Regions from separate parts of the Mus musculus genome. Here regions 2 and 3 are each linked to region 1. Evidence: chromatin contacts called from public Hi-C and HiChIP or PLAC-seq data. All regions are on one chromosome and are shown on one strand. Each heading gives the region's core, a stretch centred on a gene start, on an enhancer-like site or on the middle of the called end of the contact. The rest is flanking DNA. Distances are from core to core; before and after follow the strand shown.

Region 1 (3,032 bases), core at 219-2,718:
GTGGCTTCTGGCCTTGGCTCTGTTTCAGTGTAGCCAGCCAGCATTTCTAGCAAGAGTCGTCTCCTCTGCAGCCTCTTCTGGAGCTCTGTGGATGAGGCTGAGCTTCTCCGGAACATACTGCAGTCATGCTTAGCCAAATAGGAGGGCTGGCTGCATCTTGGTGATTACTAGAGCTGTTAAAATTCTCTCACCTAGCCAAAACCAACAAACAAAACCAAAAATCCCCAACAACAACAATAACAACATTCCCCCCCCCCCAAAAAAAACCCAAAATGGAACAGGTGACTTGTTTCCAGGACCAGATAAATTGCTGTGTCTCCAGCCTCAGGTGTTCTGCAGGCAGGAAGAAGCTGCAGGGTCCAGATCCTCAAACCACCCATCTTTTTACAGTCCATAAACCTTCTGATTTACAGTGCCATTTGTGATGCCAGCCACGCTTATTCATGGGGGATCTCCATTGAGATCATAACTCACTAAGAACCAGAGAGGGAGAATAAGGAGGTAGAATGGTGTCCATTGTTCTTTGTTAGAAAAGAACTCCATTCTTTAGCCGTGGACAAATATTTGCCTTTGAAGAATCTGGTGGTGTGTCGGTGGCTTTGTTCACAGCCGGGCATGGACACATGCTCTCTCGCCTCTGAGGATGCTGAAGCATGCGCTCCATGGATCATTTTATGCTTGGAGCCTGGCTGTGTGTTAGCTGTGCGTTGAATAGCTCTCTGCTTCATCCCTCCCTCTGGCCATCACCCGTCCTCTGACCCAGATCATTTCTGTAAAGGATCTGGTCTTTGTCTGGAGTCCACATGGTTTCCTATGGAAGTTGACACAGAACAAGTGTCTCCCTTACTGCAGCCAGAGATGAGAGAGAATTGCTGTATAGTTTTCTTGCTTTGTGCAAATGTAGCACCAGGGAAAAGAGCCATTCCTTGTTTCCTTTCTGTTTACCTGAAGTCCAAAGCCACAGGCTGGGACCTTTAGGAAACTACTTGGCATCTGAAAGTCTCAGTTTCATCTGAAACCGAGAGGAAAATTCTCTCTGTTCCAAAGCCTTCACACCCGTGTCGTTATGTCCTTAGAGGTCGTGAGGATTAAATAAATGAATAGGCACCCAGGCTCTAGTACAGTTTCTATTACATGGTAAACACTCAATCAATGTAGGCTATGATTACTGTGATCTTTGTTCACAGATAAGTAACACTGACACTTGAGAGGGCTAAATATCTTGGGCGTACGGCCGTAGCAGAAGCCAGGCTGTCCCCCAGAGCCTACAATCTTTGTGATCAGAAAAACAATAGCTTCCACCTGTCAAAAGTGGGGGATTAACCGAAGGAAGAATGAAATGACGTGAGAAATGCATGCGGTTGTTTCAGTGTAGAGACTGGACTATGACATGGGCTAGGGCTCTGTAATGATAGGCACAGGCAGCTTATGCCCTGTCAGAGGAGAGTAAGGCGGCAGCTGGGGAAGACGAGCAGGCAGTAAACAGCTACAGTGCTCTGCAATCAATTCCAAGGCCTTTGGAGACATGAGAGGCCTGAGGAAAGCATCCATCTGGAGCCAGGTGGGCAGGGCACAAAAAGACATCCAGAAAAATGCCTGCCTGCAGCGTTTCACAGTGCTCTATGGGGAGGATGAGGGTTGCAGACATGCTAGGAGCTGAAGGATTCAGTCACCAACACCCCTGCGATGTGAATGTGGTATGTACCTATTTTATGTATTTGGTTAGAAGAGAACTCTTGGCAGCTCCATCTAATGTTAAAATAAGACCTGGTGATTTTTTCCCCGTGAGTGGAAGTCGGTATTGAACAGTCAGCTGGAACTGCTGGGTTTGCATTTCGTAGACGCTCTGCGAGGAAGATGGATTAGAACTGAGTGAGAATGAAGTCCAGTGGCTACTCGTGCTCATTCAGACGGAATGAATAGAAAAGGCCCCAGAGCGTCCCTGGGGACCAAGGATACAGAGTCCAGGATGCTAAGAGGGCAGACCTGAGCTCTACTGAGTCCTCTGACCCTGGGCACAGTCAGGGCCCTCTCTTCAGGCTTCTCTTTAACTGTCCTTAACTGTCATGTCAAATGCCAGACCCTTTGATTTGAGCGTACAGCTCAGGATCAACTTTGACCACTGTGAGATGAAAACTGGGCCATTTATTTTAAAAAACAGAAAAGCAGAAGTGATCTGATAACATTGGTCTCCACAGGACCGCTGACCTAATTGGTTTATTTAGGGTTATTAGCCTCCCTGCTCTGATGGATGGTGCATACATTCCAGAAGATTTGTGGTCTTAGCTTTGTAAGTGGTCCTATTTCTTACAACTGGCAGGTTCCTATGGAAATAAGAGACTTTATAAATAGTATCTGCTAACTTTTGCCCGATTTAAGATATGGAAAGGATAAATGATGTTGATGGCTGCTCTCTTAGCATCATGAATTATGTATGGAGCAGGCTGCTGCGGTTCTTTATGGCTGCCCAGAGCCAGTCTTTTGTTCTATGTATTTTGAGCCATGGTGCTTGTAAAAGAGGAGGTCAGATCAAGTGCATTGAAGGAATCTGTTTGGGGTAGGGTCATCCGGCTGCTGTCTAAGTCACTGTGTTGTTTTTGTTTTTGTTTGTTTGTTTTCCCATCATCAGATTTGGGGTGACTGGGAGGAGGGGCCATGCGCTGTTCACTGCTGTGGGTTGGGCTAATGATGGACTCCAGAGCTGGCATGCTCCTTGGTCCTCATTCCCTTAGGAACTTCTAACTCTCCCCTGTGCCCTGACCAACCTCTGTATCCTGTATGCAAAACCAGGGCGGATTGTAACTAGTTTCTCACCTAGGAACCGAAACAATGTATCTAGGGTCTTCTGGTGCAGCCATTTTTTCTCTCCATGCTGGGTGAAGTTAGAAAGGATTTTAAGATATGTGAAGTACAGAGCCAGTCTGCTTCTCTTTGCTTTATTCTTGCTCTCAAAGTGATCTGAGTCACCAAAGGCTTAAAAACATCTCCCACACGACAGCGGCGATGACTGTAAATTGAATCCACTTGTGACT
Region 2 (3,032 bases), core at 291-2,790, 110 kb before region 1:
AAAAAAAAAAAAAAAATCCATCTGAACACAGATCCAGGCCTTCAAAGCATTCTATCTCAAAGTTTCAGGACTCTGAAAGACAATGAAGTATATTCAACTTCTCTTAGAAAACGCTCTGCAAATTAAAATTAGCTTTCGAACCGACTTAGATGATATTGTCAACAACGTATGTTAAAATGAAAGGGGCATCTTTCCAGAGAGGGCAGATGGAAGCGTCTTCAGCCTTCCAAAGTACCTACCAACAAAGGGAATAATCTGGAAAGATCCAGAGAAGCATGCTCCGGACAAGAGGAGCACAAGATCCTTACGTTACAAAACACTCCACGATAAAAGAACACAAGGAAGCCAGAGTGGACGAAGATGTGTATATGAACTGAGCAGAGGGGCAAACTGAAGAAGGCACGGAATGCGCAGCGCAACCTCGGCACAGACTGTCAAAAGGAAACTCTAGAGGCCTGATAGACAGCTTAACCATGAAGAACAAACTCTGCTCTTCCCCAAGACCCATACCTCCTTTCCTGGTCTTCAGAGGCACCTGCGCACACACACACATTTTAAAAAATAATATTTAAAAGGCTATTCTGGCTACTACACGAAGGTGTAAATGGAAAGAATAAAGGCATTGGGACGCCTCTATGGAATACCCACCTTCTGACATTTTGGTTTTTGAGCCTAGCCTTTCACACCCAAGCCATCTATCTCTCTACCCTGCCAATGAATGAATAACCTGGGTGTCAGTACTCAACTCCTCTTACGAAAAAGCGACAGAATTTAGCATCTCGCTCACAACCCGCGGCGCTAGCCAACACTAATTCATCAAGATGAAAAACAGAAGTCCGGGGATCATCTCCTGATCTTGCCCATGCCGTGAGGAAGTAGCAAATCACTTAGAAAGCCGGTCGTGGCAGGGTTCTGGGCGAGACAGTAGGGGACGGGGAAAGACCGGGGGAGGGTCCTCTCGGGAACAGATGCACCTCGGGGTGCAGAGGGCAGTGGGCCGTCTGGGGCTGGGAAGACACGGGCTGTCCGAGCACCCCGAAAGGCTTGCCGCCGCATCTGGCGGGGAGGGTGGGCGCTGGAGAGAACCCAGCCAATCAGCGCCACGGGGCTGATGGAACGGCAGTGCGCCCGCGCGCGCCGAATGTTTACGCGGAATTCTCACTCGGAACTTCCCGCCTGACCTCCTCCCTCTCGAGGCCGACGATGCTCGCCCCGACTAGGACGGAGCAGGGGAGCGAGCGAGGCCGCCCCGCACGCGCGCGCGAGCTCCCGACCTCACCTCCACGCTCAGCGGCCGGGACTCCTCACACTCCGGCCGCGGCGTCTTCTGCTGCGCCGCGTCGCCGCCACGCTCCCGGCCCCGCTCGTCCTCCATGCCGCCTCTCGCGGGCCGCGAGACGGCCGCGGACGCTCACTGTCGGTCCACCGAGACCCGCGGGAAGCCGCCTCGCTCTCTCCCTTGAAAAACTACCGCGCTTCACGTTCCCGCGGCGGCCGCCACACAAACTCCGCCGGACGCCTCCTACTTCCGGGAGCGTGTGGCGTTGTCACGCCGCGCAGGCGCAGTGGGCGGGTCCCCTCCTTTTTCTCCCCGCGCGCGCGCGGTAGGACGGCGGCGGGAGAGAGCCCGGGAGGCGAGCGATTTGGGGAAGTGGGCGTGGGTAGCCCGCAGGTTCGAAAATGGTGCTGCGCCGGTTGCCTGGGATGCGCGCGTGAAGCTGCCCTAATTAGTGTTTGCTGCAAGTTCTAAGGTCTTTCCTCCCAGTAACTCAAAATCTATTTACTTTTTTTCCCCCACTGTAGCAGAAGCTGCTTTGACAACGACCAGTGTAGTCTATGTATGCCCTTCTGCAGATGCGTTCCTAGGGTCTAGATTCCACAACGCTGAAATCTACAGGATTGCATCCTTTCCAATGCTGTTTGGCATTTGGGGACGTTTTTAAAAATCATTTTCATTCGTCTCCACCCCCCCCCCTTGTGTTTATGGGTGTTTTACCTGCGAGCATGTCTGCACCGCGTGTGTGCAGTACCCCAGGGAGGCTGAAGAGAGCGTTGTCCCTGGGATTGGAGTTAGAACCCAACATGGGAGTTGCCATGTGGGTGTTTTTGAGAGGCGAAGGAAGAAACTACCATTCCAACTTAAGTGTCTGGGCAAGATGAACTTTACTCTTTATCAAGCGGGTATGCTCGAAGAGTGAATACATACAAGTCAGGAAGTGTGTTTGGTGATTATTTTAACTTAGGGTGTGGCCTGTGTGTGTCTCTTCCTCCTGATTTGAGGTCCCGTTGTTTCACAGCCTGATTTGATTGGCTAGTCTGAAAAGAATTGGTGCACAGGAAGTGGAGGATGGGGAAAGGGGCCATTGGAATAAAGGAGCAGTTCTTTGAGTAAACAGTAGTTTTTCTGGATCTGAAGGATCGAAACATTTTCATTAAAAGTCTCACAAGGTGGAGGAAGATAAAAAGATTTCAATTCTTTGTCTTAAACCCAAGTTTTATAGTATCCATAGAAAAGACTTGTGGTGGTTTAAATATGCTTGGCCCAGGGAGTGGCACTATTAGTAGATGTGGCCTTGTTGGAGGAAGTCTGTCACTGTGGGCATGAGCTTTAAGACCCTCATTCATGCTGGCTGCCTGAAAGTCAGTCTTCTCCTGTTTGCATTTGGAGCAAGATGTTGAACTCTCAGCTTCTCCTGTACCATGCCTGCCTGGATGGTGCCATGCTCCCACTTTGATGATAATGGACTGAACCTCTGAACCTATAAGCCAGCCCCAATTAAACGCTATCCTTCTAAGAGTTGCCTTGGTCATGGTTAAACACTTGTCATAAGACAAGACTCTTACTTGGTATTTCTCACACACTGGCGATTGAACCGGGGTCTCTAAAAAGGCAGCCAGTGCATCTAACCATAAAAAGAAGAAAAATCACTTTTCCAGTCTCAAATTCTGCTTGCTTATTTTTAAAAATATTTTATGCTATTCCATGTATATGAGTATTTTGTCTACATGTGCATCTATGTACACTTCATGTA
Region 3 (3,032 bases), core at 213-2,712, 100 kb after region 1:
CATAATACAAAATTAAATGTAAAAATCGAATAAGATTGTAAATTGATGTACAGTCTTCAGATTGACTCACATTCATCTCCGCCATGTGCATCTTGTGGCTTTAATGTTATCCACCTTCTTTAGTAGTAAGAAGAGCTGGCTTGCTGGATGGGCATGGCAGTGTACACCTTTAATCCCAGCACTTGGGAGGCAGAAACAGGCAGATCTCTGAGGCCGGCCTGGTCTACAGAGTGAGTTCCAGGGTAACCAGGGCTTCACAGAGAAACCCTATCTTGTAAGATCAAAACAAAACCAATCCAGCAAAAAAATTAGCTGGCAGATACAGCCAGTCAAGGCGCAACTTCAGGGCATGAATTCTCTTAGTCTTTGAAGTAACTATATAAATTAGGTTCCAATATATCCTTTCGGCAGAAGGAGGAATGGGCATGAGGAACCAGTGGCCGGAAGTGTGTGACTCATGAACAGCAGGACACAGACCCAAATTCTGAATGTTCACTACAGTCTGGCTCTCTATTGATGTGTTTTGCTGTGTCTGAATTATTATTGAAACAAATTTAAAGGCTTATTACTCTTGTCTGTCCCCCACTGAAGCTTATCTGGTCATCTCCCTCATAGCTCATGCATTAGTGGTCAGAGAATGGTTAAGAGCCAGCCACAAAGGAGAACATTTGTAGCACAAGGTTGCATTGCTTCCCATGGCCAAATTCAAGTTCCCAACCTGAGAAGAGACATGCGCTAGCACCTCATTGCGCAGTATTTTTCTCACACAAGCCCCACAAACAGCACAGACTCAAGACCACAGGAAGTAACAAAGTAAAAGATAGAGAACAATTTTTTCTTTTTTTTTAATTAGATATTTCTTTTATTTACACTTCAAATGTTATCCCCTTTCCTAGTTTCCCCTCCGAAAATCCCCTATCCCCTTCCCCCACCCCCTACTCCCCAACCTACCCACTCCCACTTCCTGGTCCAGGCATTCCCCTATACTGGGGCATAGAGCCTTCACAGGACCAAGGGCCTCTCCTCCCATTGATGACAGACTAGGACAGAGGATGACAATTTTCTTAATTTAAATGTAAGTTGACTAATTATGCGTTATGGAAGTGTAATTGGTATACTCTAATTCTAATTAAAAGGTTACATTTCTGGAAATTAAACAATTAGCTCTCAAGGTCCCATCCTTCAAAGGTAGTTCATTCTACTGGAAGTTTGTTTGTTTTGAATGTAAATTAAGTCACGGGTGAAACGGAGGCCTTGAATCACAGTCTCAGTGGAGTCACTACTGAGTCTTCTAAGGTCACAAAACTGCTCACCTAAGGGCAAATGAGGGCTGACCTCTAAGGCAGAGAGGTTTGCGTTCTGTTCTGCCACCTGGTGGCTGTCATTGGAAACTGCTCCTGTTCGCAGCTGCTCTCCAGTGCTCGCGGATGGAACGTGTCACGTGACCCTTCCTGGCGTACTCGCCCTTGAAGCTATAATTAGGCTTGCCGTAGATAATCGGACTCTTTTCATTCTATCGTCCCCCCATACTAAGATCTTTAAAAGAAATTCCCACACGTGGGGCCAGAGGGCAGTTGAGTGACACATGAGCGGTTTTTTTCTTTGCCCCCCCTACCGTGAGCAAGCACCTCAGCTGCTCAGGGTGGAAAAACAGCTATGCCCAGGCTTGGCTTGGAAATGTCACCCAGGGTCTCCCTTATCCTAGCAAAGCTCATCTTGCTATTGTTTAATTGGTTTACAGGCACTTGGGAGTCTGGATTTTAAATATTCCTTCCCAAGATTCCCCAGTTTCCTGGGTTGAATATAGCCACAATCCCAGTTTCAATTGTCAATCATGCACTTCCATCCATCAATCCTGCGGTATCATCGTGGACCTATTTTTAAGACAATGAGAACATCCATCTGTACTGTCGGCTTGGAAATGATAAGGTCATTGTTGCTATGCTAACCCATACGACAGCTCCCATCTTTAATGTATTTAAATGTAATCCTCTATTAGAGGGTGGCTCCCAACCATTCTCCCATCTTCTTCATTTTTGTGCCGTCTGCTCGGAATCCATTCATACCACGGACATCTGCTGAGCTCAGTGGCAGGCTGGTATCTTGGCTGGGTGATGTAGACAGAAGATGAAGCCCAGGAGAACACTTGAAAGGCTTGGTGTGGTTCCCTCAGAGTGTCAGGAACTCTTCTGAGGCCTTATCGACTGAGCTCTCTGGCTCAGAAGGGGACACATTTGGAAGCATCTGCTGAGGCAGGGTGCTGCGGGTGCTGCTGATGAGAGTGACTTGCTCTAAGCAGAAGAGTTGGCAAGGGTTTGTGATGCGCACCGGCTGACCTCAAAGTGAATGTAGAATTTGGTCAGAAGGAAAGGATAGGAAAGCTGTGGAGATTCCAGAATAGAATCACAGAGTCGCAGAACCTGGAGTGAGTGTGGCTGGAGGGTCCTGAAGCAGCTGTAAAGAGAAATGACAGCAGAAACCAGCATGGTAGGCAGATCTTAGGTGCCATTATCATGACAGGAAGCATGACTCCATCTATTGAGAAATAAAAGAACAGCCCTGTATGCAAAGTTCGGACAGGGCCAGGCCCACATGAAGTTGCCTATCCAGCTTTGTGGGGCATCTGTGCCAAACTTGGGTGGCTTTCTGTTACAAATGCCAAAACATTGGGTTTCTAACACAATAGTGATGAGGACATGGACATTTTAAATATGAGATACAACTATGGAAGCCAGTTCTGCAAAGCTGTGTTTCATAAGATCTATGCGTGTGGTTTCATTAAAAGGGAGAAAAAAGTAACCCATGGTAAGGAAATAAAACCATTAGAAGAAAAAGTTAGCCCCAAAAACCTAGTAGAGAAGAGCAAGGGGGCAAGAAGAAAGAGGAGGAGGAAAAGGGGGAGGAGGAAGTAGAGAAGGAGGAAGAGGTGGAAGAAGTGGAGGATGAGGAGGACCAAGAGGAGGAGGAATGCAAGGAGGAGAAGGAATGCAAGGAGGAGGAGGAGGGGGAGGAGGAGGAGGGGAGGAGGAGGA

What was found. Hi-C and Micro-C count contacts between places; a contact is called where the count stands out from the background. HiChIP or PLAC-seq counts read pairs in DNA pulled down with a chosen protein or histone mark.
Region 2: a Hi-C map of forebrain shows a contact between it and region 1, with 4 times the contacts expected there. The contact joins the promoter of Eri1 here to the enhancer-like site in region 1. A contact is called at or near these places in 5 of 39 promoter capture datasets (fetal liver, hematopoietic stem and progenitor cells, hippocampal neurons and 1 more), 2 of 15 datasets of contacts at CTCF or cohesin (CD8 T cells and the NIH/3T3 cell line), 22 of 484 Hi-C or Micro-C datasets (the C2C12 cell line, CD4 T cells, CD8 T cells and 17 more), 8 of 115 datasets of contacts at active chromatin or transcription factors (CD8 T cells, PVALB interneurons, bone marrow-derived macrophages and 5 more) and 1 of 9 other capture datasets (adipose tissue).
Region 3: a contact with region 1 is called in an H3K4me3 HiChIP or PLAC-seq map of forebrain, with 3 times the contacts expected there. The contact joins two enhancer-like sites. A contact is called at or near these places in 7 of 39 promoter capture datasets (the 3T3-L1 cell line, 3T3-L1-derived adipocytes, liver and 2 more), 2 of 15 datasets of contacts at CTCF or cohesin (CD8 T cells and large pre-B cells), 55 of 484 Hi-C or Micro-C datasets (the 3T3-L1 cell line, 3T3-L1-derived adipocytes, the AtT-20 cell line and 39 more), 18 of 115 datasets of contacts at active chromatin or transcription factors (CD8 T cells, bone marrow-derived macrophages, craniofacial prominence and 14 more) and 3 of 9 other capture datasets (embryonic tail, liver and pancreatic islet).

What each region holds. Positions count from the first base shown.
Region 1 is chr8:35,605,728-35,608,759 of GRCm38.p6, forward strand. All of the region lies in intron 1 of Mfhas1 (malignant fibrous histiocytoma amplified sequence 1), which reads left to right. Among named protein-coding and RNA genes, the nearest start is that of Gm16793, 18 kb to the left of the region's middle. Within about 2 kb of position 1,469, at least 42 of the 459 cell types and tissues checked have an H3K27ac peak or open chromatin away from gene starts, as enhancers often do. A contact at or near this core is called in the AtT-20 cell line, PVALB interneurons, cerebellum and 4 more, where this site is marked.
Region 2 is chr8:35,493,993-35,497,024 of GRCm38.p6, forward strand. It overlaps Eri1 (exoribonuclease 1), which reads right to left and starts at 1,541. Exons shown (of 7, transcript NM_026067.3): 1 at 1,280-1,541. The coding sequence starts at 1,375. Gm51568 (a long non-coding RNA gene) reads left to right here and starts at 1,534. Exons shown (of 2, transcript XR_003947532.1): 1 at 1,534-3,032.
Region 3 is chr8:35,706,644-35,709,675 of GRCm38.p6, forward strand. It overlaps 1700015I17Rik (a long non-coding RNA gene), which reads right to left. Exons shown (of 3, transcript XR_378890.3): 3 at 1,348-2,454. Among named protein-coding and RNA genes, the nearest start is that of 1700015I17Rik, 11 kb to the right of the region's middle. Within about 2 kb of position 1,463, at least 46 of the 459 cell types and tissues checked have an H3K27ac peak or open chromatin away from gene starts, as enhancers often do. A contact at or near this core is called in the AtT-20 cell line, cerebellum, forebrain and 1 more, where this site is marked.